Regions from separate parts of the Rattus norvegicus genome. Here region 2 is linked to region 1. The links are chromatin contacts, called in public Hi-C maps. All regions are on one chromosome and are shown on one strand. The core of a region is the stretch at or near the end of the contact, and the rest is flanking DNA. Distances in the headings are between cores, read along the strand shown. Region 1 overlaps Uqcc1 (ubiquinol-cytochrome c reductase complex assembly factor 1). Region 2 holds the start of Uqcc1 (ubiquinol-cytochrome c reductase complex assembly factor 1).

Evidence for each region. A called contact is a pair of places that touch in the nucleus more often than the background predicts.
Region 2: a contact with region 1 is called in a Hi-C map of the A7r5 cell line, with 2.7 times the contacts expected there. The contact joins the promoter of Uqcc1 here to the enhancer-like site in region 1. A contact is called at or near these places in 10 of 12 Hi-C or Micro-C datasets (the A7r5 cell line, the Rat2 cell line, Schwann cells and 6 more) and 1 of 1 datasets of contacts at active chromatin or transcription factors (oligodendrocytes).

Annotation. Positions count from the first base shown.
Region 1 is chr3:164,811,260-164,817,398 of GRCr8, reverse strand. Uqcc1 (ubiquinol-cytochrome c reductase complex assembly factor 1) reads left to right here. Exons shown (of 10, transcript NM_001109446.2): 10 at 2,382-2,976. The coding sequence ends at 2,516. Among named protein-coding and RNA genes, the nearest start is that of Fam83c, 14 kb to the right of the region's middle. Within about 2 kb of position 3,773, at least 2 of the 93 cell types and tissues checked have an H3K27ac peak or open chromatin away from gene starts, as enhancers often do. A contact at or near this core is called in the A7r5 cell line, where this site is marked.
Region 2 is chr3:164,902,703-164,908,841 of GRCr8, reverse strand. Uqcc1 (ubiquinol-cytochrome c reductase complex assembly factor 1) reads left to right here and starts at 3,064. Exons shown (of 10, transcript NM_001109446.2): 1 at 3,064-3,092. The coding sequence starts at 3,069.

The DNA.
Region 1 (6,139 bases), core at 2,524-5,023:
TTGGGGAGAAAAAAACAAAGAAAGAGCGTGTCCGTGTCCAGCTGTGACGGGGCCAAGGATCCTAGGGATGGGGACAGAGAGGAAAGAAAGCTCAATCTGCTTTCAGAAAGCCATGGCTATTCATTCGCTGTTTCGTTACTGCTGGGGCTGGGGGCTGGGGGCTGGGGGCTGTGCTAAATACCACGCCCTCAGTCCTGGAAGCTGGCAGGAGGCATAGTGACACCCACCATGCCCATTGTGTACTCGTAGATTTCCCCGCTCCTAACATGTAGCAGAGCCAGGCTTCAGGCAACACCTAACAGACATCTCTAGCTCTCCCCACTGGCCGCTCTTCACTATCGATCGGGGTCCCCCGGTCAGGGCCTTACTCCTGACTTTTCAGGGCTCCTGATTCTAAAGCTTCCAGGGAGCTCTTTCGGAAGGACTCCTTGAGCACGGCTAATAATGTGAATTAACTCCTGATCTCTTGCCCCAGACCTGCTTGGGTAGGAAACTAATGCCTGCTGAATGAATGAACTCACTCATCCTGAGGTGGCCCGTGGAGGCTTTTCCGGGGTCTCGCAGTTGGTTCAGCCTGCATGACTGGCCTCAGACCCCAAGCTGGGTGAATCATTTAACCACCAGAGGCCACAGCTGCTGCAGACAGCTCACCGGATCGGGCTGTTCGTGAGCCACGCCTGTGGACTCAGCCTGTGGGGTAGGAGGGGCATCGTGCCACAGTAACTCCCGAGTTCACCCCCATGGCCTTGCTAGCCTCCAACAGCCAGGAAAGGGAAGGCTAGACCCCAGCTCTAGAGCAGACAGGGCAAATAGGACCAGCTAGTTGCCTGCAGAAAGGCAGACATGCGGAAGCTGTTGACAGACAGATGGTAGGGAACTCCTGAAGTCAAGACTGCCGTTAGACAGTTCTTGAGATCTGCCAAAGCCAGGGAGAAGGCACTTCCGGCTGGAGAGCCTCACTCTCGGACAGGGATTGAAATTGGCAAAGTAAATACTTTTTTTTTTTTGAGACCCACCCAATTTTCCCATTTGGCCTAGTGGGCTTGTGCCAAAGGCCATGACAGCTAGGACCTTCCCAGGGGCCCAGAAGGAAGAGTTTGCCATAACTAATGTCTTTGTGAATAGTCTCACTTGGAACCATTAGAAGTGGGCAGTAGTGGCCCTAAGAAAGCAAGGAGCTATTGATGGGGACCCAGTTCGGCCATGCCTTGAGGACCTGCTGTGTCAGTCCTCCCCTCCAGGACCCAGACAGGTCACAGGCAGCCAATCAGCCTGTCGTGTGACCCAGGTTCAGGAGGGTGCTGGGGAAGACCAAGGAGAGGAGTGTCATGGCAGCCCAGTACGCTGAGTCTTGAGCAGTCTCTGGCGCTACACACCTGCTACTGTTTGATAAGCAGTTATGTCTGCAGTTATGTCGAGGCTACCCACCTGGGAGGAAGGCAAAATGGTGGCATTGGAGGGAGGAGCAGAGGAGCCAGAAAGAGGCGGGGCTCTGTTTCAGTTGAGCTGCTTCCCTGGCAAACCTGGACCTCTCGGGTGAGGCTGGGGCTAAGTTCAAGAGGCATCGTAAGACGCGACTGGAGCAGTGAGCTCTTTGAAGAGGGGACAATCCAAGACCTAAGATGACGCCCCCAGTCTTCCGTCCTCTTCTGTAAGGGAGCCTGCCCAATGGGGCCAGGCAAACAGCCCACTGGGCAGCCACAGGGCTACTAAAGGACAGTGGAGTCACAGACACTAGAAAACCAGCTGGCGTGTGGTGTTTTGCATACACCTTGCTGTGTCCCCACCCCACCCCACCCCCGGTCCCCATGAGACACACATTTCCAGCTGCTCTCGGTGCAGTGCCACCAGTGGAGGGCAGGGAGTAACAGTCATTCGCTCAAACTCCTGGCCTGCAAGAACTTTGTGATGGGGGTGTAGCAGTGGTTAATGTCCCTCATCTGGAGTGGGCGGAGCGGAGATGTGTGACAGTGCGAGTCACTAGGCCAGTAGTTCTCAACCTTCCTAATGCTGTGACCCTTTAATACCAGAGTCCCTCATGTTGTGGTGACCCCAACCATAAAATTGCTTCCTTGTTACTTCATCACTGTAATTTTGCTACTGTTAAGAATCATAGTGTAAATATCTGACATGCTGATATGTAGGATGTCTGATATGCGACCTCTGCAAAAGGATCATTTGATCCCAAAGGGATCGTGGCCCAGAGGTTGAGAACCGCCGCCCTGGGTAATTATTTCTCCAAGTTTTTTTTATGTAGTAACCTTGGATCTGGACAGTCAGATAACCCCCACCATCATTCCTGTCCCTCTCTTCTCCTTGTGGAGGCTGTGTCTCCCTCGAGTGAGCACCTATCCTCTGTTCTGTCCCCTCTCTACTTGCAGATGCAATACCTGGACTCCATGAACGGGGAGGATCTGCTGCTGACAGGGGAAGTGAGATGGCGCCCTCTGGTGGAGAAAAATCCACAAAGCATCTTGAAGCCCCATGCTCCTACTTACAATGATGAAGGTCTTTGACAGACTGGTCCCTTCGGACAGCCAGCCGGTTGGCTGGCTCTGAGGAACCTCCATGGAAGAAGTGCCTGTTTGCCCCAGGACCCTGAAGAAGGCAGCCTGGACTGACTTTTGAACAGCACCTGTTGAACACTCGGTCCATTCGTGCTGAGTTTCTCCTTCCTGAGCCCAGGAGTCTGATCTGGTGGGGGTGCTGCTGGGAGATCCTCTTGCTCTTCTGATACCTTCCCTCCCTCAAGAGAAGCCCCAAGCACACTTCCCACGCCCCTTCAGCAGCACACGTGACTGAGAGCTTTATCTGAAGGCTGAGGAAGGGATGGGTAGGTTAAAAAGGGGGTGCCTTCACCCAGGGCCCCCTGTGCCTGGAGCAGTTTGTAATGTCCCTAAGTCAATGCAGGTAACCATATACTGTTCCCCATCTGTGAGCCATGGGGTTGAAGTAGCCATTAAAAAGAGAGATTTATTTCTGCCATGGTTTTTCTTTGTTCCAAGGTCTCTTAGAAACATAGGTAAAGCCCAGTGTAGTGGCCCATGTATTTAATCCAAGCACTCGGGAGGCAGAGGCAGGTGATGCTCTGCGTTCTAGGCCAGCCTGGTCTACAGAGTGAATGTCAGGGGAGCCAGAGTTACGGAGAGGAACCTTATCTTGAAAAACCAAGAGAAAAGAAAGGCGTAGGTGAGACTGTGGATTCTCCAAGCTCAGGAGATAACTCCAGCTCAGCTAGAGGCAGCAAGAGGAAGAGAGGAGGTCAGGGGCTCCCTGCTGCTCCTGTCTGCAGGTCACAAGAGGAGCCACTGTCTAGGCAAGGCACAGTCTGCCAGGCATGTTCTCTGGGATCCAGGAGGTCTCTGAGGACCAAGGGGCTTGTCACATCCTAAGTCATTTAGAAAGAACAAAAGTCCCTTTGTCACCCACGGTGAAGTGCAGAGGGAACACACACTCTTTCCTCACGTGGCCCCCCTCACATGAGATAGTGTGATAAAGAGAACATTCTCCTGGCATGTTGGTACCATCGCAAGCCTCCCCAGCTTCTAAAGCATGTGCTGTAATGGGAGCTGGATCTGGGCACTCGAGGGGCCTGGTCTCTCTTCTCTGAGTCTGGCTCATCTCTTGGAAGGTTTTCTGAAATTGAGGAATGGGGGTGGGGACCGTCTCGCCCCTCCCTTCCCCCTCCCAGCTTCCTTCATTGAACTTGCTATAAAATGAGTCATATGAAGAAACCCTATACTGTGAGGTATGCGCCACTTCTGTGAAAACATTACAAATCAAGCCGCCTTCTCAGTTTATTTAAGATGCTTTTGTTGCAAGCGGGGCTCTGGAGTGAGGCGTCCTCTGTGGGTATGAGATAATAGCACCTTGTAACTCATTACATCTGGGCACTATTTACATAAACCAGAGGCGAGCCAGGCAGGGATTTGCTGATTAATTTATTTTTAATGGACTGAGGTATGCCATGCACCAAAATAAACTTTACTGTGTGTACCTAACTGCTCCTGGAATGGATGGAAAAATTAATGGAACAGATTTTGGCTCCTAACTCTGCACATTAATTCATATATAAAAGTTATTTGAGCGTTAACCCATTTGCTGCCCAGGGCAGCTCCCTAGCCACAGATCCCAACCCGCAGCACCAGCTTAGCTACTGGGCTTGCTTTCCTGTCCTGGAACCTCAAAGTTTGCTCGCAACTTTAAAGGTCATTTGCGACCGTGCCGGTACCCTTGCCCACCTTCCTTAGGTTCTGAGTTCACACAAAGCCTAGCTGAGTCCCTGCGCATAGATTATATCCACAGCATTCAGTGCTAGGATCCAGCAACTCTCCACAAAGCTCCTCATTCACCAACACCTGTGTCGGTTGCCACACTGGGCCCTCTCATCTTCAAGATAAAACTCAGGTACTCGATAGGCCACAGGCTGTTTGGTTGACTCCCACTCATCCCGGCCTGCTTTTACAGGTCTCATCCATCTCTCCCCTGAGCACCCTGAGTCGCTTGGGGTTATCTGAAGGGACCCCACTCTCTCCTGTACCTGGACCTCTTGTGCTGACTAAAGGAATCTTAACCCTCTCGAGTATCGCCTCCCTGCCCCTCTCCCCCAGACCCCTGCAGGCTTTCCAGGTTGCTCTTGATGGTGTCCTCTCTAAACTTGGCACCTCTCAAAAACACTGAGGTGGTTTTTGTCTCACCCTCCTTCCGGACTGTGATCGATGATGTTGGCTGCAGCTGCACAGAGTGGCTGCTGAGTTGGGAGGTCACTCACTGTGCACTGCCGTGCAGTGCCTGTGTGCACCTGGTTCATAACTGAGAGTGAACGGACAGCTGAGCCACTGGCTGTCAGTGCTAGCCCAACCAAAAGGGCCCCGCTGGGCTAGCCTCAGCTGCACTTATTTAGCAGTGATGCTACAGTATCAAGCAATTCCAAACCTAAAGGCCCCATGTAAACACTTTTTTAATTAAAAAAAAAAAAAAAAGAAAAGGGTTAGACAGATGAGTGCAGGGAGGGGACTCGCTCTTCCCTGGAAGACTGCTCTTTGGGAATGATTTTTGTCCTTTTGATAAAATAAGTTAAAACACACCATTATTTAAAAAGCCAGGCATGGCTGAGGCACGGTTGTCCTGAGCCACAGCGTGAAACCCTGTCTATCTCAATAAAAGAAAGGGCCATGGGGCGGCCCAGTGGGTAAAAACTGCTGAACCCAACGACCCTGCTTACATTGCTGGGACCCCACATGGTAGGAGAGAACTGAGCCCTGCAAACTGACTTCTGACCTCCGCTCTCCATGGCATAGGTCACCACACACACACATACACACAACACATACACACACACACACAACACACACATACACAACACACACATACACACACAACACACACAATACACATACACAAAACACATACACAACACACACACAACACACACAACACATACACACACATACACACAACACACACACATACACAACACACACACAACACACACACATACACAACACACACACAACACATACACACATACACAACACACACACAACACATACACACACACATACAACACACACATACACAGCACACACATACCACACACAACACATACACACGCATACACACACACACCACACACACACAACACACACATACACACATACACACAACACACACACATACACACAACACACAACACACACACATACACACAACACACACATACACACAACACACACACTACACACAACAGACACACAACACACACATACACACAATACACACATATACACACATACACAATACACACATACACACAACACACACATACACACACAACACACACATACACACAACACACACAACACACACATACACACAACACACACATAACACACACATACACACAACACACACACACAACTGAATGTGAATAAGTGAGTGAAAGGAAATTCTGAAGCAAAATTTGAAATATAAAGTGCAAATGTTGCAAGGAAAGAGGGAAAATGATTGCACTTGAAATCCTACCCAGTGTCCCCAAGACCATACATGGTTGCCATTGCTCTTGCTCTTGGTTGTCCTTTAGAACTGGACAGAAGACCTCACTGCTAAAGCCAGCGCACACTTCAGTTACAGGACATAG
Region 2 (6,139 bases), core at 1,815-4,314, 92 kb before region 1:
CGACTGCTCTTCCAGAGGTCATGAGTTCAATTCCCAGCAACCACATGGTGGCTCACAACCATCTGTTAAGAGATCTGATGCCCTCTTCTGGTGTGTCTGAAGACAGCTACAGTGTACTTATATATAATAAATGAATAAATCTTAAAAAAAATTTATTTATTTATTTTATGTATGTCGCTGTCTTAGACACACCAGAAGAGGACATCAGATCCCATTACAGGTGGTTGTGAGCCACCATGTGGTTGCTGGGATTTGAACTCAGGACCTCTGGGAGAGCAGTCAGTGCTCTTAACCGCCGAGCCATCTCTCCAGCCCAAGAACTTTTAAGACTAAAGATAACTGAGGTAAGGGCCTCTAACCTCTGTGTATTTTCTGTGGAACACATGCCTACATACACTGGCACACACACACGTGATAATAAATTAATAATTGCAAAACGACATGGAGAGGGATTGAGGAAGACATGTGATGTCCACCTGTGGTTTCCATATACATGGGCACACACAGGCACATGCACACATCAACAAACTCATCAAACTGAGAATCATTATTTCTTAGTCTGATGAACACTGTACACACACACACACACACACACACACACACACACACACACTCCACAAAATGGTGGAAGAACATGTTAGGACAACTGTATACCAACATGGAAAAGAACGTAATTAGATCCTTACTTTATACTACAGACGAAAATCAACTCAAGATTTATTGATGACTTCAGCATTCAGGAAGCAGGGACAGGTAGATCTGTGGTGAGTTTGAAACCAGCCTTATCCACACAGTGTGAAACCTGTTTCAAAACAAAAGCAAAGTTTATTGAAGACTTAAACGTTAGGCCTGAAGCTCCCGGACATTGGTCTGGGTAACATTTTGTTTCGAGTGTGTGTGAGTGAGGGTACGCATGCGCCCTGGTGAACTCCTGGAGGTCAGAGGGCAAACACTGTGAATCCCACAGGAACTTCTTGCTGATTCTTTTGTCTCCGCCTCCTACCTCACAGTAGGAGTGCTGGAAATACAGACATGCACCGCCCACCAAGATTCTCATGTATATTCTGAGGATCGTCACACCCTCATCATCAGGCTTCTGCAGTTTTACCCACAGAGCCTTTGCTCTGACCCCATAGTTCCTTTGTGGTTTTGAGACAGGGTCTGACTTTGTAGACCAGGCTGGCCTCAAACTTACAAAGATCCACCTGCCTCTTCCTTCTGAGTTCTAGGATTACAAGTGAGTTCCAAACATTCCTGGCTCCAATATATATATATATGCTTACACTTGTAAGCAGGTGCCCATGGAAGCCACAGGCATCAAATCTCCATTGGATCTGGAATTGCAAGTGGTTGTAAGACCCTCTGTGGGTATTGGGAAAAGAACTTGGTCTTCCAGAAAAGCAGTATTTGCTGTCAGTGCTCCTAACTACCTAGCCATCTCTCTAGCCCAGAGCATGGGTTTTTTTAAAGGCAGAAACCACTTCCTGGTATCTTTCTTGGCAGCTACAGGGGTCTTCACATAAGCAAGCAGTTTAGCAGAAGCTGAGGTAAGCAGTTAGCTGGAGGGGGAGGTTTGCACAAGCAGGGGCCAAGTCGGTTAACTAGAGCATCTTGACCTTGGGTTCCTAGAATAGATCTGGGTAATTTTCCACAGGATTCTCCATCAAGGAGATCAAATTCTAATTAAACCTGAAATGGCCTCAGCAGGAATACAGGATGGCGGAATCTCTCTGCTGTCTTGCTCTGTCACAAGCTTAGTCATTTCACACGCAAACATTTAGAAACCAGAAACTGGGTAAATACACAGAATTTTGCTAGGTGGAGTGGCCGTCGGGGAGGCAGAGTCAGTTGGCTCTCAGTGAGGAGATGAAGGCACAGGAGGATCTGGACTTCAAGGCCAGCCTCAGCTACATAGAGCCTGAGGTCAGCCTGGGCTACACCAAATTTTATTTAAAAGGGAGAAAGGGGGGAAAGGATCACCCTGAACCTCATCTTACTTGTCAGTTCCACCTATAGGCGTTATCCAACTAAGACTATATTGCCCATATTGTTTTTATGAGCTATTTATTGTTTCCTTCATGTCAGGGTGTTTTTTAAATTAATTAATTAATTAATTAATTAATTTTTACCAGTTGTCTACCCAGACCTACCCTATCCATACTTGCCCCACCAGCTCACAAGCTCCACAGAGTTACCCACACCCTGTCTGGTATCCAGTGCACGGTGAATGCATACTGAATACTCGGTAGGTCTTTATTGTCTGGTGGACTGGAAGTGCTAGGCTCTGGCTCCTGGTCAGTCACAGAAGCAGCAATGTTTTCTCTTTTCTGCTTTTCATGGGATCCATGATGATACACTTGCCCGTTCCCACAGGCAATTCCTCTCATCCTTCTTTCTCAATTACTATGTTTTGTTTGTTTTTGGCGACAAGGGTTTCTCCTGGTTGTTGTGAAACTCTGTAGACAAGGCTGGCTTCGAACTCAGAGATCAGCCTGTCTCTCTGCCTCTTTAATCTGCTGGTATTAAAGGCGTGTGCCACAACGCTTGGCTATTCCTTTACTAATTCTTTCCTCTCAATTCAAAGGTGCGTTAGCCAGCCAAACACAAGCCTCAAGCTTCTTTCTCTTCTGCTAAGCGTCAGGTCAGCACCTGACAACCTCCTTTCCAGGACTGTGTGCTCTTAGGTTCTCAGACTCCCCGTCCCTTTTTAATTACTGGAACATCCGAGGTCCCTTTAGCCTTGTGGTCTCCTGGGGGTGGAGTCAGGAATGGCTGTAAGGGGTTAACCGAAGGGTGAGAAGGACCTGTGAGGCCAGGTCCGGGGTTGTGTAGAGGAAGAACGTGAGCCCTTGTGACCCGCAGCAGGCACTTAAGCCGGGCGAGGTGTCTCGCGTCCTGGAACCTCATTCAGAGCCACCGCTGGAAAATCGCGGGTGCGCAGAGTGACATCTACGCCTGCGCCGGCGCCAGAGCTCGACTACCTTTAGCATGGGGACAGAGGCTGAGTGGGTGGTGACAATCGGGATTCCGGAAGCCCACCCTTCACCCGGAAATGATTGTGGAGGAACATGGCGTTGCTGGTGCGAGTCCTTGTGAGTGCAGGAGTACTTTTCTAGAGACGCAGGCGCGTCTCAGGTTGGGCTTGAAGAGGGCGGGGCGGGAGGAGCAGGGGAGAAACGGGGGAGCCTGTGCTGTAGCTCCGTAGCGTGGTCGCCTTTCCCCAGGGAAACTGAAGCAGCTTCCCACTTCTCCTTACCCCTGCTTTGGCCTTGGCTTCTCCACCTTTTAGAAGGTAGTGACCTCGGATCTTTCTGTGATGAGGATCGTTCTCTGGGATAAGAACACGTGGGGCACCGATTAGAGTCGGGGTTTAGGGGGTGAGGTGGATCCAGTCGGTGTCTGTCACAGTGTGCAGTGTGACCTTGAGTAAGTTACTGGATGGTCCCGGGTCCATGTTAAAAATAAGGACATTTATCTCTTGCAGTCCCCTTTGGATTCTGAGGTTCTTCGAGTTTGTTGTGGAGAGTTTTTAAATGAGTTGTTACTTGTATAGGTCAGTGGCATGCATAAGTTATTAGAGCAAAAGCTGCAGGAGAGACAGCCCCGTGGCTTTCTCTTTGCCCAGCACACTGTTTGGCACAACCTAACACCACATTGTTGGATGAATGAAGAAGGAAAGACGTCTAGACTGGTTCTAATCCTCTTGCCCTGTCCACGTCCCTACTGAGATTTGGCCTTAAATCCTCTTTAGAGTCACTACTAACTTGTAGGACGAGTTAAGAAAATGACAGCAGGAACCGGTTCCTAGTCATGTAGAGACGGGCAGTTTGTCATCTAAGTCAGGTATTTACAGAACTTGGTCAAGGACAGTTTTATTTAGCAGACACTATTGCGATGCATTCTTTTTCATTGTTGTTCTACGCCATTCCACACAACACCCTCTACTTAGATTCTAACTGCTGCTTCTGTTGCTGCCTCAGTCGCTCCTCTGGAGGTTTTTGGTAGAGAGACATGTTTCTGTTACCCAGTGAGTGGTTCACTTGCTGAAGTCATTACGGGTGCTAACTAAGGCAGAAGTGGAATTGAGACTTGAGGATGGCAGGGGACACGGCAACTGACCTGTCCTAAGTTATTCATGTGTGCACAGGTGCAACGGCTTGTGTGTGCGAGCGAGTGTGTGCAGCAACGGGTAAACCTCCTTTCTGCTAGATAAGGAATTTCCTGCTGTGCCCTAAATTATTTTTTAAAGACAGATACTTGGGTGAACTAGAAAACCTTTTTTTTTTGGTACAAAAATGCACAGTTAAATAAGGAAAATCTCTTTTACATGCTTACTCCCAGAGGTCGTCTTATACATTGTAACAGAACGTGATGAAGCTATGAAAACTCTCCCTGGGTTGTTCACAGTGGAAATCAGTACGAAGTAGTTCATTGCTCACCTGCTTGGAAGGAGGATTTGGGCTGGGCACTGCAAGGCTGTGTACTACACTCAAGTGATCCCCTCTAGACTTGGAAAGTCTTGGTGGAAATCTTGGCTCCACCACTTGCTGTAGACAGAATCCTAAGTATCTGACTTTTCTGAACCTCAGGTTTCTTCCTTCCTCCCCCCATTCACCTCTCTGTCTTTCTTTCTTAGTTTTTTGAAACAGGGTTTCTCTTTATAGCTTTGGCTGTCCTGAAAATTGCCCTGTAGATCAGGCTAACCTTGAACTCAGAGACTGGAGTTATTTCTTCATGTGTGTGGATGCACACATGCCTGGGCACACATGCCACACTGAATATGGAGGTTAAATGACAACTTTTGGGTCCCAGGGATAAAATCCAGGTCATGGGGCTGCCTTTCCCCAGTGAGCTCTCTCACTGACACACCAGAGTTTCACTGTGTGTGTGAGAGTGTGTGTGTGTGTGTGTGTGTGTGTGTGTGAACAGGGTTTCTCTTTGTAGCCTTGGCTGTCCTGGAACTTACTCTGTACATCAGGCTGGCTTCGAATTTATAGAGATCCACCTGCCTTCACCCCCAAGTGCTGGGATTAAAGGCATGTGCCACCACCACCCAGTGACTCCGGAGTTTTTTAAGTCAGCGACTGTTGTTTGGTTTGATCAGAGACTCAGTAATGTAAACTATGTTTCTATGATGATTGTTTTTTCTTTTGAGATAGCGTGTCAAATATCCCAGCTGGACTTGAGCTTGGGTATGGCCCTGAACTTCCGATCCCCCCTCACCTCCTCAGTACCAAGATTACAGCTGTGCACCACTATGCCCGGTTCATACAGTGGCAGGAAGGGAACCCCCAAGGCTTCGTGCATGCAAGTACTCTACCAACAGAATTAGATCCCTTTATTTAAGGATTTTTAAAATTTATTTATTTATTTATTTATTTATTTATTTATTTATTTTGGTTCTTTTTTTTCGGAGCTGGGGACCGAACCCAGGGCCTTGTGCTTCCTAGGTAAGCGCTCAACCACTGAGCTATTTATTTATTTATTTTGGTTCTTTTTTTTCGGAGCTGGGGACCGAACCCAGGGCCTTGTGCTTCCTAGGTAAGCGCTCAACCACTGAGCTAAATCCCCAGCCCCTTAAAATTTATTTTTAATACTGCGTGTGAGCACACCACCAATGAATGCATGACCCGTGGAATCCTCTGGAGCTGGAGTTACAGATGCAGATGTTGGGAACTGGGCCGCTGGTATGCGGCTTTACAGCTCCAGTACACAAAGCATTCAGTTTCTCTAAGCTTAGCTTTTGGATAATAGTCATTCTAATGGGAGTGAAACAGTGTGTGCCTTTAATTTGCATTTCCTTCGTGACTAGTGATGTCGAGCTTCTATATCAGTCATTTGTATATCTCTGGAGAAATGTCCAAGCTGTCTGCTTTTCTTTGCGTGTGGGGTGAGGTCTTTGTAACTCTGACTGGCCTTGAACCTACGTTGTTCTTCCTGTCTGTCTTCTTTTGGGGGAAGGGGGGTCTCGGCATAGCCCTGGCCTTCCTGGGACTCACTACGTAGACCAGATTAGCCTCAAAGTTACAGGGATCTGCCTCCCTCTGCCTCTAGTTGCTGAGATTGAAGATCACAATGCCTGACTTGTTTGGTTTTTTTAAAACAGTCTCAAGTAGGTCTTCCTTGAGCTTTCTGTGTA